Regions from separate parts of the Mus musculus genome. Here all the other regions are linked to region 1. Evidence: chromatin contacts called from public Hi-C and promoter capture Hi-C data. All regions are on one chromosome and are shown on one strand. Each heading gives the region's core, a stretch centred on a gene start, on an enhancer-like site or on the middle of the called end of the contact. The rest is flanking DNA. Distances are from core to core; before and after follow the strand shown. Region 1 holds the start of Gtpbp4 (GTP binding protein 4). Region 2 holds the start of Heatr1 (HEAT repeat containing 1). Region 3 holds the start of Mtr (5-methyltetrahydrofolate-homocysteine methyltransferase).

Evidence for each region. Promoter capture Hi-C pulls out the DNA fragments that hold promoters and counts their contacts. A called contact is a pair of places that touch in the nucleus more often than the background predicts.
Region 2: a promoter capture Hi-C map of the HPC-7 cell line shows a contact between it and region 1. The contact joins the promoter of Heatr1 here to the promoter of Gtpbp4 in region 1. A contact is called at or near these places in 3 of 39 promoter capture datasets (the HPC-7 cell line, cranial neural crest and pre-B cells) and 3 of 484 Hi-C or Micro-C datasets (LSK cells, extraembryonic endoderm stem cells and uterus).
Region 3: a Hi-C map of uterus shows a contact between it and region 1, with 5 times the contacts expected there. The contact joins the promoter of Mtr here to the promoter of Gtpbp4 in region 1. A contact is called at or near these places in 1 of 39 promoter capture datasets (pre-B cells) and 1 of 484 Hi-C or Micro-C datasets (uterus).

The regions. Positions count from the first base shown.
Region 1 is chr13:8,994,526-8,997,818 of GRCm38.p6, reverse strand. Gtpbp4 (GTP binding protein 4) reads left to right here and starts at 1,807. Exons shown (of 17, transcript NM_027000.4): 1 at 1,807-1,870. The coding sequence starts at 1,823.
Region 2 is chr13:12,393,581-12,396,873 of GRCm38.p6, reverse strand. Heatr1 (HEAT repeat containing 1) reads right to left here and starts at 1,499. Exons shown (of 45, transcript NM_144835.4): 1 at 1,404-1,499; 2 at 961-1,134; 3 at 236-452. The coding sequence starts at 1,102.
Region 3 is chr13:12,256,398-12,259,690 of GRCm38.p6, reverse strand. It overlaps Mtr (5-methyltetrahydrofolate-homocysteine methyltransferase), which reads left to right and starts at 1,578. Exons shown (of 33, transcript NM_001081128.3): 1 at 1,578-1,829.

The DNA.
Region 1 (3,293 bases), core at 558-3,057:
GACCAGGCTGGTCTCGAACTCAGAAATTCACCTGCCTCTGCCTCCCGAGTGCTGGGATTAAAGTCGTGCGCCACCACGCCTGGCCTTTTTTTTTTTTTTAAGATTTATTTATTTTATGTATGTGAGTACACTGTATATGTACAGATGGTTGTGAGCCTTCATGTGGTTGTTGGGAATTGAATTTTTAGGACCTATGCTTGCTCCAGTCCACCCTGCTTGCTCCGATCAATTCAGTTCACTCAGTTTTTTTTTTTTTTTTTTTTCCTTTTTGCTTTTTCTGAGACAGGGTTTCTCTGTGTAGCCCTGGCTGTTCTGGAACTCACTCTGTAGACCAGGCTGGCCTCAAACTCAGAAATCCAGCTGTGTCTGCCTCCCAAGTGCTTGAATTAAAGGCATGCGCCACCACTGCCGAGCCTCACTCAGTTCTTGCTTACTCCAGCCCAAAGATTTATTTATTATTATACATAAGTACACTGTAGCTGACTTCAAACGCACCAGAAGAGGGTGTCAGATCTCATTATGGGTGGTTGTGAGCCTCTATGTGGTTGCTGAGATTTGAACTCAGGAACTTCAGAAGAGCAGTTAGTGCTCTTACCCGCTGAGCCATCTCACCAGCCCGAGACTGTCCTTTCCAACAGCACAGAGAGATGCATTTAGTCAGAAAAGCAGAAAGTAAATGCTCTTGGGAAATACCCAATTTAACATATCTGGAGTCTGATTGAAAATGTCTGATTGTAATTAAAAAAGACACCAGGCTGAAAGCAACTTGTATTATCAAAGTAGTCCACACTGGGGCTGTGAAGGAGAAAGGAGAAAGGAGACTTTGAGGAGAGGAAGAACCTTGAGGATTATCTAGTTAGGGAGAGACTCAGGAAGGTAAATTAGCAAAGAAGACTGCATTCTAGACATCAAGTACCAGAATGATGGATGTCACAGAAAAATAGGGAGAAAGGTTTGAAGAAGATGGCAACACCTGAGAAAGGGTCTTTTAGTTAAAAGATAATCATGAGGCAAGAGTAGATGGATTAAGGTAAAGAAATGGGTGGCTTAATTAAACTGACAGGGAAAACGCAAGTGGGAAGGTTGGCTTCAATCCATGTAGGTCTGTACGGATCAGACTTTGTGTCTATGTCTGGTGCCTGGGTTCTGGGCAGCTGTGTGGGGGGCAGAGTTTTTTCACTGGCCCATGTCAGGTGAAGGTCAGGTGAAGGTGGAGCACCCACAAACCACCTCGAGACTGCAAGGTCAGGAGAGGAAACTCGGGCCACCTGGAAGTATGCAGTCTACTCCATTAACAGAAGCCCCGTCAACATAATTTACTCGAATAAATAACTTTCCACACTGCCAGGCGACAGACAGCCTTTCTTGCTCAAGGGACACCAAAGTGATGCAGAAGCCCCGCGCTGCGTCTTCCCGCTCGTCACTCGCTCTGGCCGCGGCGTCCCCAGAGGTGGCTGGAAACACCCTTTGGAGCCCCGAAGCCGGCTTGGGTGAGGGCAGTGTTTCCTGAGAGCCCCGCCAAGGTGGCCAGCCGGGAGTCTCCCTTTCACCCCGCAAGGTTATCTCTCCCACCTCTAAACCCAGCAGATCTCTACCGCGGCTCTTGGCGGCGGACTTCCCGGCCGAGCGGGGACGCTGTGGGACTAGAAGCCTGTCTAGGCGGACGCGTGGGCCACGCCTCGCGGACATTCAGGAAATGATGTAACGCTTGAGTCCGGCAGCCAAAGTTGTGTCACGCCGGATAGCGGAAGTCCCGCCCACCTCCGCCGGCGGAAGTCCGGTCCTCCGCTTCTCCTGGTTCCTCGTGCGTTCCACCGCCGGCATGGCGCATTACAACTTCAAGAAGATTACGGTGGTGCCGTCTGCCAAGGTAGGGGTGACAGAGGTCGTTTCCGCCTATCTCCATTTCCCCGACAAGTCGCCAGGGAGGGTCCAGGCCTGTATCCCCGAGACTGGGGGAGGGAGGACACCGTGCAGTCCCTCGGCCCTCAGTGCGGAGCTCCGCTTGCTAGGCTTTGTCCTCGCGACCCTCGGAGATCAGTCCCACTCTCTGAAACCAAGCCCCTCTCCTGCTGTCCTTGGGTACCCTAAGCCCTAGAATCCCTCCAAGACATCAGGGCCGTTCCAGAGCCTATGATTCTTGTGTGGCCTGCCGACGGGACAAAGTGTCTGGGTGGTGGCCACAGTAAGGAGCAGGGTAGGAAGCCTGAAGGGGCCAGTGGTGAGCGTCGTGTGAGTACCCTCCCCTTTAAGTAGAATTTGATTCGTGACGTCACGGTCTAAAAAGATTTTAGGTAGCTGTCATTTTGTCGTTGGACTTAAAAGATGCAATTGGTTATAAGCACGCAAGTAGCCAGGCCCACATTATGTAACGTAGCAAGATGCTTTCCTCCCAAATGTCGAGAATGAGGTAGGCTAAAGAACCTAAAAGGATACACCGGTTTCTCTGGCAAGCCATGGGCATTAAATTGCAGAATCAGTTAGAGGAACCAGTGTCACTATCGTTAAATTGACCGCAGTGTGGGTGTTTTCGACATCCCCCTTTCTGAATGAGCTTGCTTTGAAAACTTGTGTAAAGAACTAGTATTTTCTGGTGGGCGTGGTAGTGCACGCCTTTAGTCTCAGCACTAGGGAGGCAAAGGTAGGCGGATCTCTGAAAGACCCTGTCTTGAAAAGACAAAAACCATGTTTCCACTAGTTGTTTTCCTTACACGTCTCTGTATTTCTCCTTTCTTCCTCTTTCTGATATCCATTCTGATACGTTTTTCACACGTTTGTAATAATTGGAAAGAAACTACATGTAGGAATCACATTTTGTTTTAGCCCACGAGACTGTCGCCACTACTTCTCAAGTGCATGTTGAAGGAACTCGTACACTTTTTATTTCACTGGAAATAGAGTTCATTGGGTCAAAGGAACTTTGTTGATATAATTGACCTAGGAAAGGCAGCCTTTGTCTCTGTTGCCCTGAAGGAGGTCTGTTTGCAGATGAGTTTGCATGTGTGTAGATAGGTGGTGGGAAATAAAAAGTCAATCTGAAGAGTATGGGGTGCTTTTGTAAAGTGTGTGCCAAGTTCTGTGTATAGAAACACATAGAATAGTCTGCGTCTTTAAGAATCATATTCTGGGGGCTGGCGAGATGGCTCAGTGGTTTAGGAGCGCCGACTGCTCTTCCGAAGGTCTCGAGTTCAAATCCCAGCAACCACGTTACGTCTGTAATGAAATCTGATGCCCTTTTCTGGAGTATCTGAGGACAGCTACAATGTACTTATATATAATAAATAAATAAGTAA
Region 2 (3,293 bases), core at 250-2,749, 3.4 Mb before region 1:
TGGCAGATTTCTGTGAGTTTGAGGTCAACCAGAGATACACACTGAGACCATGTCTCAAAAAACAAACAAACAAACAAACAAACCCCCTAAACCCTAAACACACTAGACAGGAACTAATGGCACCCTATTCAAGAAGAGCATGTTCACTTGACATTCTAAACATCATGTTAACCTTTGAAATTTGTGAAAGCAATCTAGCTTACCAAGTGTTGGCAACTAATGAAGGTTTAGCTACCTGTGAATCAGCCATTCCAGACACTTCTGCGCTGGCTTGAGGAGGAAATAAGGAGACAAGTGAAGGAGGAACGATGAAATGTTTTCATCCAGCTGCTTGTTCACTGCTTTGGTCTGGACGCTGCGCTCCAAGCCTTTTGCCAGCTGGCTGAACAATGGCGCTTCAAACTGTTCAAAGGCAGGGTCAATCCCAAGAAGCTCCTCCAGGCCAGTGCATCCTAGGAGGAGAGTCACGTGTAACTTCTTTGTAGGCAAACCCAACAGATACTCTCCTGTTCTCCTCACCCCCAAGCTCATGAACTCTGTTACCATGTGTTAGACACTCTCAAACACTGGCTTTAGTTGTTAACATATAGGATAAATCTGACCCCCACTCACTAGGAGAAAAGAAAGTACTTCATGACAAGAACTCCACCCGAGCCCTTCTTTTTAGTCATTAAAACTACATCTAGTTCTGAAAGTCTCCTCTCACACCACAGTCATTGTCTCGGTTTCTTTACTTTTCTTCCTTTTTACATATTAGTTAGTTTGTGAAATTTCAGATACCATTATTTATAAATACATTCACACATCTAGCAGTATTGCTGTTTCCCACCCCCTTACCAAGAAAACAAGGTACTGCTCGGGAAGCGAACGGGGGGGGGGGCAAGAAAATACAGAACCTCCCCCCCCCCCAACTCCCCGATATCATGCTCTGGGAGCTTTGCTAAGTGAAAGGTGGCTCACCGATGGCAAAGGCGGTGTCCCTGTCGATTGTGGCCGCCTCCTTGGGGTCAAATAACAGAGAGGCAACTTCACGTCTCGATAGGAGGCTGGGATCAGTTTGAGGGAGGGCGAGTCGCTGGAGCTGCTGGGCTAAGGACGTCATCTTGCACGGAGGCGGATGTCTCAAAACACCGGCTAAGAACGAACAGCGTGAAAAGTTTTTAGGAAACGTCAGGCGCCTTAACAGATGGCAGGCCAGGGCTCATGCTCTGGCAATACAGCGCTCAGTCCTTTCGAGGACACAGAAACTTGCTTCCCCGACCCTCCAGGACCCACCACAGCAATTGCGTTAACTACGCCTCCGCAGCACCAGCTTTCCCCAGCTCTGCACCACGACCTCACGGCCCACCCGGCCACCCGTTCCAAGTCACGGCCGCGCCTAGCCGCACCGTGCTCCTCCTCACCCTGAACTCGGAATATCAGCAGGATTAGACAGCTAACAACTCCTCAGATCAGCTCCCACATGGTGCCGGCACTGTCCCGGAACTCTAAAGCACGCCTCATAGGAACTTCCGGCTTCTCACTACGGCAAGAGAAAAGGGACACCTTTGTAGAAAACGCAATACAACGGCCCCGCCTCCGTGACTCTAAGTTCCGCCTATTCAGGCCAGCCATTTAATTCCCCGCCTACTTTCCCCTCTAAGGGCCTGAACCTCAAAGCCCCACCCTCCGCTCGCTCATCCAGTTAAGCTCCGCCTTCCATCCGCACCTCTTTCCAAGACACCACATTTATTCCACGCCCCTCCTTTAAGCTCCACCCTCACGAAAATGTGCTAAGCCACGCCTACAGTACCTCCCCCTTCTTTCCAGAAAGCCACCTATAAGTCCCGCCCCTCCGCTCCTTGGTGCTACAGCTCGCTTCTCTAGGTACCCGACGCCTCGCTCAGTGTTGCTATGTGCCTTCAGGCTTAGGTCTGGGATTCTTTTTCCCCAACCGCCTTTGGGAGCTTTACGGGTGTGTAGCAGGAACCGGTCATTCACGAGATACTTATCCAGCCTGCGAGGGGCTGAAGCGCGGGAAGCCGCGTTTCTAATTCTAATGCTACCCGAGGAGGGCACAAACCTAACGTGAGTTGTAGTTCTCAGTGCAATCTGGTTGCTCTGTAAGTAGTAAACACTCGCTGAACGCAGTTACTGACAACCTTATCACCTTTGCCTTGTCTGCAGTCCTAGGGAGTGGTGTTTTTCTTATTCTGTTATTATTATTATTAGAAACATGACATTTTAATTTTTTTAAGTGAAAATAACTTTTTTCAAGATGGGAGGTGGCGGCTCACTTCTTTAATTCCAGCTCGAGGGAGGCAGAGGCAGTCAGATCTGAATTCGAGGCAAGCCTGATTTGTGGAGTGAGTTTCAGAATATCCAGAGCTGCACAGAGAAACCTTGTCTCAAAAACAAACAAAAAACAAAAACAAAAAATACACAAAACTTTTTTGTTTTCATATTCTGGTTACAGTTTCGTTCCACAACTCTTCCCAGATCCTCCAACACTTCCCCTTCCACCCAAATCCACACCGTTTTTTCTCTTTCTTATTTAGGGTACAAACATACGATGATGACGACGAAGGCGATAGGCAAAATAAAAACAAACATCAGAATAAGACAAAACAAAGAGAAGAAAAAAGTGCCAAAGAAAAAGCTCAAGAAACACATATAGAAAGAGACATACCTGCTTATACACACAGAAAGCTTATAAAAATGCAAAACCAGAAACGGAGATATATACGCAAAGGACCTATAAGGAGGGGAAAAGATGCCCTGACAAAGAATTATGAGGCAAAAAAGGTCCAAAAATGCTACAGAGTTAGTTCAAGTTAGCTCATCTTACATTGTCCATATGGTAATTGGGACCTAGCCTTAGGTTTGCACAGTGAGTTAGCTCCACTGTAGAAAACTGATTTGTGAGTGATTGTCAGTGGGAGATACCTCTGGGTTAGGGACAGGGGCTTGTGTCCTTCCTCTCTCAGTGCTGAAAGCCCATCTGCTCCAGACCTGTGGAAGCCCTGTGCGTGCGTGCTGCCACAGTCTCTTCTGCTGTGTTTGGAAGGTCTTGCTTTCCTGGTGTCTTCCATCCCCACTGGCTCTTTCTATCTTTTTGTCCTCCTCTCCTACCGTCCCCTTTGGCCTCCTTTTTGCCTTCCTGAGGGAGTGGGGGGGGGGATTAGATGGAAACATCATATTTACGACTGAGTATTTGAGGTCTCTCATTCTCTAGACATTACCCAGCTGTGGCTCTCTGTATTTGTTCTCTTCTGCTGCAGGAGGAAGTTTCTCTGGTAGCAGCTAAGCAAGAA
Region 3 (3,293 bases), core at 329-2,828, 3.3 Mb before region 1:
TAGTTGCCTGGAAGTCAGTCTTCCACTAGCAGCCTTTGGATGAAGACATAGAACTCTCAGCTCCTCCTGCCCCATGCCTGCCTGCATACTGCCATGCTCCCACTTTGATGATAATGGACTGAACCTCTGAACCTGTAAGCCAGGCCCAGTTAAATGTTGTTTTTTATAAGACTTGCCTTGGTCATGGTGTCTGTTCACAGCAGTAAAACCCTAACTAAGACAGGTGGCTACACCATGTGGTGAGGAACCATGGTCACTCCTGTGCCAGGGAAGACATCTCATACCTTCAGCACTTCTCACAATGTAACTGCTTTAGTCATATTCACCTGAAGTTGCAGTTTAGACACATGTTTTTGGGGTGTCTTTCTGGTGTCAAAACTTTTGAGGCACTTTTCAAATTTAATAAGGAACCATGTAAGGGTAGCAGCCCCTCCCTAAAGCATTCTGAGGTAGGGGGTATCCATTCTTCAAATGAATGTGAGTGAAGCAGCCCAAGGTGCTTCCTTAATTCCTCTGGAGTGATGCTGTGCCATGCTGGTCTTTGCTTCTAGTAATAAAACATCAAATTAGGTTTGGAGGGAACTTTGATCTTCCTAAGGGAAAAAAATGTTATGTTTTATTTGTGTATTTCCTCTGACTAAAAAAAATATACCCTTCCTTTAAGACCCAACTACTTTGTTTGTTTGTGTGTGTGTGCGTGTGTGCATTGTATGCATGTCTGTGTGCTAAGATAAATGAGCTCCTGTATTGCAGAGCCCAAAGGAGACCATCTGTATTCTCCTTTCTCACTATCCACCTTATTTCTTTAGCCAGGATTGTTTTCTGAACCTGTAGCTCACTGGCTTTTCATTCAGACTGGCAGCTAGCAAAACCCAGGAATCTTCCCGTCTCTGCCCCAGATACTTATTTGCCTTAGAATACCATAAACCCTTTGGGATGTTTCCTACTTTCTTCTTTCCATGTTTAATTATTTGTGCAAGTTCTTACTGGCCCACTTGTGCTATCCAAGTGTGTATCTCAACTTGAGTGTTTTACTCAGTAAATGTTTAGTATCAGTGTGGCCATTAGCATCTATAGTGCCTCATAATTTCCATAGTGTACTCACGGGTTCTTTTTTTAACCCCTGTTGCAAGCCTATAAATTAATAGTCACTTTCATTCTAGTCTTTCTTTTCTGTGGATGAGGGAGACAAGATATTTAGTGTCTGCAAAACTAAGCTACAATTAATTTTCTGACTTCAGATTCCTGGCCCTTGATACTCCACCACTGATGAGAGCCAATACTATAGTATGAATTTTTCGACTAGAACTTGGAGAGGTCTTTGGGAACCATTTCCAGAACTCAGGGAAGAGACGCTCTGGTCTCCATAGGGACCCAGTACTCAGGACTACATCTCCCATAGGGCCACGGAGCAAAGCCTCCGGCGATTGGGTAACGACCAACAGCCTATACACGGCGGCGAGGAGCTGTTGAGGGCCAATCACATGCCGGGAAGGGGGCGGGCCCTCCTGCCGGAGGCTAGATTGAGCGGAGAGCTAACGGCGCAGTGGCGGCGGCGGCCGTCTCTACGTCGTCAATTCCTTTAGTCTGTCGCTGCGGCCTTGCTCTGTAGCGGGGAGCTCTGCGCTTGGGAGTTCCGTAAGAAGCGCGTGCCCGAGGCACGGTACCCGGAGGCCCGGTGTGTCGGCTCTGGAGCTTCGGGGATCTTGTCAGTTCGTCAGGCCAGAAAACGCTGGCTGGAGCCGCCCGCGGTGGAATTCTTTGGAGATCAAGCCTTCCCTGCTTGAGGAGGACTCTTGGCGGCGCGTCGCCTGCGCTGTTGTCACTCGGTAACTCCTCCATCCAGGTCTAGCGGTTCTGTGGGTGCCTCGGCTCTCCAGGAGTTTCTCCTTCGGAGACCCAGCCTGGAGTTCGGGGGGGACGCGGTCCTTGCTGGGTCTCTTTCTTCACTCACCCGCACACGCTCGGTCCGGTGGCGGAGCGACGAGCGCTGCCTTTAGCGCTGCAACTTCTAGCAACAACTTCCCGCGGGGCTCCTGGGAAGTTCTGCATGATATAACTGTATTCAGTAAATGTTTACGGAAAGCTGTCTGCCCGAGACGAGTTCAGATGCTGGGAGGCCGGTAAGGCAGCCTAGACAGTTGAACCACGTGGGGTTTTAATTTCCTTTTCTACTCTTTACTTTTGGAAACTCTGGCTTTAGCTTGACGGTTGCCTGACTGGACTCTCAGTACCCAGGAGTGGGGATGGAAGGCAGAATAGTAATCGCAAATTACTCGGATATTGGTGGCTCTGGCCTCCACAATGAGAAAAGACACAAAGGGAGTATAATTTCAGTTTTGAGTGTCTTAAAGATTTGGAGAGAGATTCCTATAAGACGTGTGAGTGAGGTAAGACGTAGAGTCGAGAGAATTAGTAATAAGGACATCAGGTTGTGCTTGCCCAGCGGACAGGAAGCTCTGGTTTAGTTAATCCCTAGCTCTGCATAAAGCTAGACTCGAAGGGGTTTACGTCTAAGGCTATTCTCTGGAACACAATGAGTTCTGGACCAGCCTCGGTAACATGAGATCCTGTTTCTTTTTAAGACAGAACAGTGAGTATGGTGTGGCATAGTGTGTAGCCCTAGGAGGAGGGTGAATATCTGACAAATAGGGCTGGTAGAATTGTTCTTGAAACCAGTGGGACATTGCCCGGCAGCACATTGCTGTTGCTATAAAAAAAGATCGCTCTTTTTCATAGAGTTACGGCATGGTTATTTAGTCTTTTAGGGCTTCAGGCTTCTTCCTTTCTTTTTAGAAAAAGAAGAGTAATTGAATATAGTTATTGCTGCAGAAAGCCTCTGAAAATTTAGAATAGATTAAATAGTGATCCCTTGCAGAAAATGAGAGAAAATGGTTGGCTATTTGCACCTGGCCCTGCTCTCTTCTCCACTTTCCTCCATGGGTGAACATCAAGTTCTAGGCTCCTTACCTGTAGCTTAGAAATAGTTCTGCCTCTCTCACCTATGTGTTGGTATTACAACCACGTTGCTTTAACATCCTAAAAAACCCTTAGCCACTGGTGTCCAGCTTTTGTTTTTTGTTTCTTTCTGTGTTATTTACTGTTATACTGTCAAGTCTCAAGGAAGAACTAAGATTACCGAACTTCAAGGTTGAACTGAAAGCTGGATATGTCCCAGGCTGTGGATATGGTTCAGTGGTGGAATGCTTGCCAAGAGTAAATCCCTCCAGCAGATGGTCAGGGAGAGGGTATAACCTCAGACCCTGTGTGTGAGAAAGTTTCTGCTGCAGCTT